2 separate regions of the Macaca mulatta genome follow, and region 2 is linked to region 1. The links are chromatin contacts, called in public Hi-C maps. All regions are on one chromosome and are shown on one strand. Each heading gives the region's core, a stretch centred on a gene start, on an enhancer-like site or on the middle of the called end of the contact. The rest is flanking DNA. Distances are from core to core; before and after follow the strand shown. Region 1 holds the start of SNX18 (sorting nexin 18). Region 2 has its middle 150 kb from the start of ESM1.

Region 1 (4,388 bases), core at 843-3,342:
TACTCAACTATTCAAACTCTAAAACTATAGCACTCTTATCAAAGGTACTCTTTGAACCTTCGAGAAAGAGTACTCACTCCCTACTGGGAGATACTCGAGGAGGAAGCTGCCTGTCGAGCAATCCACCTTACACTCGGGAAAAGAGCCAGGCGTCCACGTCTCTGCTCGCTTCCCCACCGGTAGAATATGAGTCTACCAGTACTACTACCCACAGTAGTACTGCTGTCGAAGTCGCCCCTTTCAGCCTGCACAATACACTCCATATCACCTGATCTAAGGGCCAGGCTTTACCTTTCTGAACGTGGATGATGTCCGGGAAGTTGGCCAGATGCCCCTGATACAGTGCTAATAGGTCCATGACGGGATCCAGGTCCTGCCTGGGCTGCTCCGCGAAGAGCTCGCCAATGGCGTCATAGGCATCTCCGGTGAAGGCGATGGCCTGGTTCAGGCCCACCGAGAAGGCCTGCTGGTCCAGCTCAAAGGCCTGGCTGAGGCCGCGGAAGGACTGGCCCACCTTCTGATACTCCTTTTTGAAGCCAGTCACCTGCTTGCGCGCGAACTCGTTGGCGGTGTGGTTGAGCTGCAGCGCGCTGTCGTCCATCTTCTTGGTGAAGCACTTGAAGCCGTCGATCTTGCTCTCCACCTCCTGCAGGTCAAGGGCAGCGGCGGGGGGTGTGCTGAGGGTCAGGAAGAAGTTGGCACCCACCATCTCGTCCTTCTCGGCCTTCCTCTTGCCCTGCTTCCAGGCTTTCTCGTCGGTGCTGCTGGGGCACGTCAGGAAGTGCTGGAAGACGTCGCACTGCGCCAGCACCGGGTGGCTGGCCATGTGGTTCATCCACCAAATCAGGCCCTTCCTTCGCTTAGAGATGAAGTCCTCCTCGAAGCGGCCGGTGGCCTGCTTCTCGGGCAGGTGGGGCACGGAGATGACCGGGAACTTCTCCGCCAGGCGAGCGTACAGCCAGTCGAAGTGCTTGTAGCGCCGATGCACCGGCACCTGCGTGTGCGTGGGCACCAGCTTGTAGGAGATGTAGCTCTTCATGCCCTTGAACTTGGTCTGCTTGGTGGGGTCGTCGATGGTGCACTGGAACGGGTAGGGGTTCTCCTGCCACTCGGGGCCGTAGGGCCCCAGCACCACGCACAGCTTGTCCCCGTCCTTCACGAAGCCTGACGCCTCCCCCAGCACGAAGGCCTCCCCGCCGGACTTGACGAAGGTGGAGAAGCGGTTGAGGTTGCGGCTCACTGTGGCCGAGCTCTTGGCCCCCGACGGGTGGTGCTGCGGAGGCGCCGAGCCGCTGCGGGAGCCCAGGGACAGGTCGGAGCGCGTGGACAGGCGGTAGCGGCCGGCTGCGCCCACACCCGCCGAGGACGAGCCGTCGAGGTCCGGGTATGCTCCGCTGCCCAGAGCGCCCGGCTCGTCAGCCACCGTGGAGCTGTCGTCCCACTCGTCGTCCCAGTCATCATCGCTGCCCTGGCTGGCCTGGTAGCCGCCGTAGAGCTGCTGAGGCGACGGCTGCAGGGCGCCCCCACCGTACGGGAAGCCCGCGCCTGGCGGCTGGAAGGTGCTCGGAGGCGGCGCCTGCTGTGGCTGCAGCAGCGGCTGGAAGGTGTCTGGCGGCGGCTTGAAGGAGGCGGGCGGCGCGGCGGGCAGGGGCTCGAAGCCCCCGGGGGGCACATTGGCGTAGCGTGCCGGGGCGCTCGGGCCGCCGTCTCCCGCCAGGCTGGGCTCTGGGGCGCGGATCACCTGCACGTAGGAGGCTGGGAAGAGGCCGCGGTCGCCGCGGCTGTTGACCCCTTCGAGCCAGCCCTCGATGTCCTGCTCGCTGCACAGGCTCAGCACCTCGTGCTCCCGCAGCGAGATCTCGCCCGGGTTCTCAGACCTGAAGTCGTACAGCGCCCGGGCGCGCAACGCCATGGTCCCGGCGCCCTGACTAGCGGTCCCGACTCCCGGCGTCCCGAGCCGAGGCCCACCTAAGGAGCCCGCGGTGCAGCTCGACCCTGGCGCGCGGACTGGAGCCCCCAAAGCGGCGAACCCACGCTGCCCGGACCCGCCGGTCGCGCCCTCCGCTCGCGGTGCCTCCACTTCGCAGTGCCGACTGCCTCGCTGCGCCGCCGCAGCCGCCACCGGTCGGGGGCGGGGCCGGCGGCCTCCCACGTCTCCAGCTGCGCTAATCCACGGCCGAGAGCCCATTGCCAGGCGAGAGCAAGCGATGGCCGAGCCGCCGAGCCCACCGCCCGCCTCGGCTTTGCGGCGGCCACTGCCCCCTCGTGGCCGGTGCTGCGAAGCCGGGCGCCATAGTGAGTGCAGCTGAAGGAGGTTTCTATTCTGAAATGAATTATCTGAGATTTTTTTAGTCTTTTAAGTTAAACATTCTCTAGAAAGTAAGTTAGTATTTGCATGCATGATAAACGTTTCCACTCTGAGCGCTCAGTGAATGCTCCTAGAATGGCTTAACCCACGCATGTAATATTTTGCAATGCGAATAAGTGATTGCACTAAGAAAACAGGACGCCTCTGCGGAGGGGCTGTTCGCCTATGGAGCGGGCTCCCTTCCCTCTTCTGCTCAAGGAGAGGAGATTGACAAGAACAAAGTAAGAGCCAGGGAAGGTGCTGTGATTGACAAAATTAGAAGCAAAGAGGGAGAGTTTCCAGTACAATAAATGTGCACACATTTATTACATGCATGTGTTGTCTCTCCTCCCAAAGATATATGTAGTGCTGTGAATGAGAGCTCAAACTTCGGAGCCAGGCTTCTAAATTTCAATCTGTGTTCTGACACTAACTAGCTGTATGACCTGGAGCAAGTCACTTATATCGTTCCTACCTCCAGGGGTTGTTGTGGGGATTTCATCATAAAGTAATCCCTGTTTTACAGATGAGGAAAGTGAAACAATATCTGGCAGGGTAAGCAGATTTGAAGGGTTTGCTGCTGCTTTTGCTGTTGTTATTGTTATTTGGGGGAAGCAAAATCCCTGGCCTCTTTCACAAAGGGAATAGGGGTACTAAACTCACAATTGCAGGGTACATGCACGAGGAAGCGTCCCAATGCTCACATTGCCACTCCTAGTATGAGGTCAGTGACCATCCATCCGTTGTCTCCATGTCTCACTATATTTATATTATTTTTAAGATAAATAGAACAAAAATGACTTCCTGAAATAATCAGTTCCAATCTATCGTTGCCTTGTTTCCTATCTTCTTTTCCTTCAGTGTATAATTTGCCCAAAGCTTTTTCTTCTCATAATCCCCTCTTATTAATTCTAGCCTAATTATTCCTTTGAAGACACTTCTAATTGGGGTTCCGCATTCATGTGTCATTAATTTCAGCCTGTCCTCTGACCCTTTTCAAGGAAATCTGGGAAACGGGCCAGAAGAGTGTACAATTATTCTAAGGGCTGCGGTATTGTAAGCATCTTGCACAAAACCACCAACCCACTACACCAGAATCACTCCCACAGTGTTTATCCTAATGCAAAACCTTAATTCAATTCAGTAAGCATATTCTAAATTACATTTTTAGCTGAAAATTCTGGGTTTTGACTGTTCTCACAGTAAGCAACAGGGGTCATTGAATTTCAATGCCAACATTTCATGTGGTCAGAAACATGAAGTCCACATTAACTAAACCTCTAGAATACAACTCATTTTACTTCTGAAAAGCTAACCTAGAATATGTAAGATAAATAGTTTCACCCCTTCTATTGGTTTAGTAGTTACTTTTTAGAATAAAGTACAGTAACTTTGGGCTTATTTCAGGTGTGAAAATTCCAGGAGTTTAAGGTGATGGTTTTTTACAGACTGGTTGAGCTACTGTGTAGAAACGGTGGTTGAGGAATTATTGGGTGTCCGAGGTTGTTTGTAGCACTGAGGCATGGGCATCTGCAGGTGCTTAGTTTGTAGGGGTCCAGTGGGAGGCCTCTGTGCTTGCCACACATTGGGCTTCCAGAAGGATGAGGACAGGCTGTCATGATGTTTGGGCCTATGGCCACTAGTGGCAGGAAAACCCCTACCTCTAGAGGGTCTTAGATATGTAGAAAATTGTGCTGAAGTATTAACAACCTATAACCGTTCACTCAGGGAAATAGATACAGTAACACATTTTGTAAAGATTTCTCTAGAAAATGGAGCATATTATTCACAGTTTAGTTTACAAAATCATTATAACCACCCATAATGCTTCTGTAAAGTTTTTAGGGGACACTAAATGACCCCAAACAATTGCATTTTCTTACTTCCTCCCTTGGCCTGAGAGGCCTTAGATGGCCTGGCCCTTGGCTATCTTTCCAGCGCTTTTTTCACTGAAAGAAGCCACAGTGGTTGCTTTGCTATTTCTGAGACAGGCCAAGCACGTTTCTCACTGAAGATTTTGCCTTTGCTGTTCTCTCTCCCT
Region 2 (4,245 bases), core at 1,239-3,738, 310 kb before region 1:
AGAAGCTCTTTAGTTTAATTAGATCCTGTTTGTCAATTTTGGCTTTTGTTGCCGTTGCTTTTGGTGTTTTAGACATGAAGTCCTTGCCTATGCCTATGTTAGGACTGAATTTTTAAACAAGTTAGCAAAAAGCTTAGAAGATGATAAGGTTCTAGCCAGAGAAAAAGAATGACACATATGCTTGGGTATGTGCACATGATGTTTCTGTGGGTAAGAAAAATATATATAAATACAAATACAGATAGAAATGTGAAAATTGAATTAGTGATAAAACTACTTGTCTTTAGTGTTAGTGAAGTATCCTGTGACTACATGATTAGAGAAACTCAAAACAGCTGAATTCCATCAAATGTGATTTGGTGTCCATATAAACATTTTAAACCCATGTTCAAAACTGAACTACTGATCTTACTCCCCAAATCTACTCTACATTCAGCTTTCCTGATCTCAACTGACGGTAACCCTGTCCTCTTTTCTGAGGCCCAAGCCATAGAGTCATTGTCACCACCTTTCCTTCTTTCACACCTCCCCACATTGAAATAGTCTGCTGGTTTTGTCTTCAACAGACACCCAGAATTTGGCCACTTCATACCACCTCTGCAACTTCTGGGGCCGCTCTCTTCTGTCATCATCCTTCTCTGGGATGATTGCAGTCACCTCCTAACTGGTCTCTCTGTCCCTCCCACAGTCTGTTCCTGACACAGAAGCTAAAGGATTCTGTGAAAACATGAGTCTGACCAGGTCACTCCTCACCTAAAACTCTATAATGATCCATAATTGCACTCAAGGAAAAGCCAGAGTTTTTACAGTAGTGTTCAAGACCCCAAACCATATGACGACTTCATTATGTTTCAACTCATCTCCTTTTACTCTTCATCTTGCTTATTCTGCTCCTTCCAACTGACTGATTTCCTAGTCCTCCAACAGGTGAGCCCTGCCTTTGGGCTGTTTCCTCTGCCTGGATGGTCCTCCCTTAGATATTTACGTATTCACGGGCTCCCTCTTCACCTCCTTCCAGTCTTTCCTCAAACTGAACCTCATACTTAACATTTGCCCACTCCTGAGGCCTCCCCTTATCTTGCTTTATGTTTTCTTTTTTCATAGTGATATGACTTTTTTTGACACCTTATTTAATTCATTTCTTTATTATGCCATTGCTTCTTCTCTGTGTTCCTTTGTCCCTTCCTGCTGGAATGGAGGCGTTTGAGAACAGGACTCTTTTTTTGGTTACTGATGTACTGCAAACACCCAGAACATTGTCTGGAAGATGGGAAATGCTCGATAAATGCTTGATGAATCATTGAATTAAGATGTTTAGGCAATGTGAATAGATTTTAAATGTAATTGGAAAACAGGGACTATTACTCAGATACAATTGCAGATGTGTGCTATCAGCACAGCAAACATTGCAAGGTCATAAGAACCAGATATCTGTCTTCTTGTAAGACAGGTAGGACAAATAGAATAAAAAAATATGCAATGTGGTTTTTATTTCCCCTCAACTATTTAAAAGCTAGTGAAATAATTTGTGTCTTACAGCAATGAATGGAAATCCTTAAATAAATCCTATGAAGTAGGTCCTGAATTATCTGAGACCCCATATAGAGTATCCAGCATGTGTCATACACACAAAAGGGGCTTAGTCATCATCAATTTTTGGTGTTTTTCTACATTATACAAATGTACATGCACTTTACATAATGAAATTGGATTAATTATGAATATTATTTCTTTATTGAAACCTCATAAACCTCATAAATTAACTAAACAGTACTTCATGCTTTGTATTTCATCTGGCATTTAATTATACATCTGTTTCAAATGAAGAAAGTTCATGCTTTAAAAACTCTGGTGAATTGCTTTGGATTTTAAATCTTTGTGCAAGAGGACAGGATGTCATTGTTATCCAGTTTACTAATGTGATGTGATTGACATTGGTCCTCAAAAGATCTGTGATTCACTTCTTTTTAAGGTGTGGATGAATTCTGTTCACTGAGATGACCGGTGGTGACCTCTGTGCAGAAGATGGGGACTCCTCTCCACAGGACCTGGCCTACTGGGTCACTCCACCCAGCAATGGGCATTGGGCTCTTAAGTCCTTTCCCAGCCAAAGCATTCAGAACTTCACCCAGGCACCAATCAATGAGGGCCAGCTAGTTTTTGTACATGCCGGTATGTTACAGAGAAAAACAATGTGAAACTAAAATGCACTTTAATCAGTGGTTAATGTGATGATCATATGACTGAAAACCACAGGCCATCTAGAAACTCTCCAGGCACTAGACTTTTTAAAAAAGTGACAAGTTTTAATAAGGCTAATAATAGCAAACATTAGCATTCCTATAACTCTCATTTGATTTACTCAAATTTTCATGTAAGGTCTGTGCTCAAATATAAGCTTCTCTGAGAGCCTTTTCCTGAACACCACTAAAATAGAATCCCTTCTCTGCCACGTTCCATCCCTTTCCCAGAATACCTGACCTTATAGTATAGATTGAATTGGATATTTGTTTGTTATCTGTCTTTCCCTATAGATTATAAGGGCAAAAACTTTGTTTTGTTCATTGTTGTATCCTTAGCACCTAGCAGTGCTTAATAAAACATGGTAGGCGCTTAATAAACATTTGTTGAAAGAATGAAATAATATTGAACACCTATTACGTATCCAGTTATAAGTTCCAGATGTTAGGAATACATTAGTAAACACCACAAAGAGAAATTTGTTCAATGAATGAATATATGAATGAATGAATGAATATAACTTTAATTCTAAGAGATCCTGACTTTGAAAGGCCTTTTCTTCTTCCTCCTGTTCATCAATAAATCAGTAGGCCAAATGACTGCTGTAAATCTGCTGAAGGTGACCCAGCCACTCTGCAAGGGTGGCTTGGCTTTGTTTTCAGGCTGCCCTTGTCAGAGGAGAAGCAGGCCATTCCCAGTCTGCAGCACGAATGGGAGGGAGCATGAGCTAGGAGGGTTGGACGAGAAAGTTAAAAAGCCCTGTTTTCAGTTATTTCAAATTATCTTCTTTGAAAATATAGCAAAGAAAATAAAGGTAAAATATCCTCTAAATCCAAATGGAGTAATTTCCTGACTACCTTCACAGTTAATGCAAAGGCTCCCCCAAAGAATCGGAAAAGAATTTACTATGCGAATGCTCTCACATAGTGGTTCTAAACCTGTAGCCTGGACTTGTGGAGGTTAGTTTCATTGCAGCAAGGTCCTAAATCTACCTACATATGTACCAAAGCTTAGTTTCTAGACTAAATGGTATTTTCCACATGCAAGTTTCTATTTTTCAAATGTGTGAAGATGTGCTGGTTAAATAAAATACAATTCCTCTGAAGAGGCACTGAATCGATAGGATGTTTCTGCCACTTATGTATTGTTAGTATTATATAAGTATTGTTAGGTGAGGGCCTAGAAAGTTTTTCATTTTTATGAAAGGATTATAATATTTTCAAAATGGAGACGACTGCTCTAGAGAATTGCACAAAAGAAGTTTTGGTTTTCTAAAACTGTGAAATCCACAGTAGAAAGGAATTATTGACTAACTACCACCTGTCAGGCACCACAAGAGGTGCAGTTCTGCAATCCATGTCTTTTCATCACATGAGGTCCTCTGGGCCATAGGGAGGAATGACTCCATTTTCGAGATAAAGAAACTGAGGTGGGTGGATCATGAGGTCAGAAGATCGAGACCATCCTGGCCAACATGGTAAAACCCCATATCTACTAAAATAAAATAAATAAATAAATAAATAAATAAATAAATAAATAAATAAAAAATTAACCGTGCATGGTGGTGGTTGCCTGTAGTCCCAGCTACTTGGGAGGCTGAGGCAGGGGAATCGCTTGAACGCAGGAGGCAAAGGTTGCAGTGAGCCGAGATCATGCCACTGCACTCCAGCCTAGTGACAGAGCAAGACTCTGTGTCAAAAAAAAAAAAAAAAAAAAAAAAAAAAAGAAACAAGCTCAGAAAGATTAAGTTTGTCACAGCTTAAAGCTGGGCTTTCTCCACTAGCTGCCACCCACTGAAGGGTAGAGTAGGTAGAAGAACTGAAGTTACTATTTTCAATGAAGGATTAAAACAAAAATTAGCTTGCTGGATTGATTTGTACACTACCAGGTCAATATTTACTTTTGGTGAGTGGAGAAAATAATTTCTCCTAGAAAAGTAGGAAAGAGAGTTAAAGGCAAGCTAAACGTGAGAGCCAATCCATTACATTTTCTAAATGGATATGG

The links. Hi-C and Micro-C count contacts between places; a contact is called where the count stands out from the background.
Region 2: a contact with region 1 is called in a Hi-C map of blood, with 5 times the contacts expected there. The contact joins the enhancer-like site here to the promoter of SNX18 in region 1. A contact is called at or near these places in 8 of 14 Hi-C or Micro-C datasets (CD4 T cells, blood, cortical neurons and 5 more).

The regions. Positions count from the first base shown.
Region 1 is chr6:62,322,254-62,326,641 of T2T-MMU8v2.0, reverse strand. It overlaps SNX18 (sorting nexin 18), which reads right to left and starts at 2,092. Exons shown (of 2, transcript NM_001261750.1): 1 at 292-2,092. The coding sequence starts at 1,912.
Region 2 is chr6:62,637,619-62,641,863 of T2T-MMU8v2.0, reverse strand. It overlaps the pseudogene CSPG4BP. Among named protein-coding and RNA genes, the nearest start is that of ESM1, 150 kb to the left of the region's middle. Within about 2 kb of position 2,488, at least 3 of the 40 cell types and tissues checked have an H3K27ac peak or open chromatin away from gene starts, as enhancers often do. A contact at or near this core is called in blood, where this site is marked.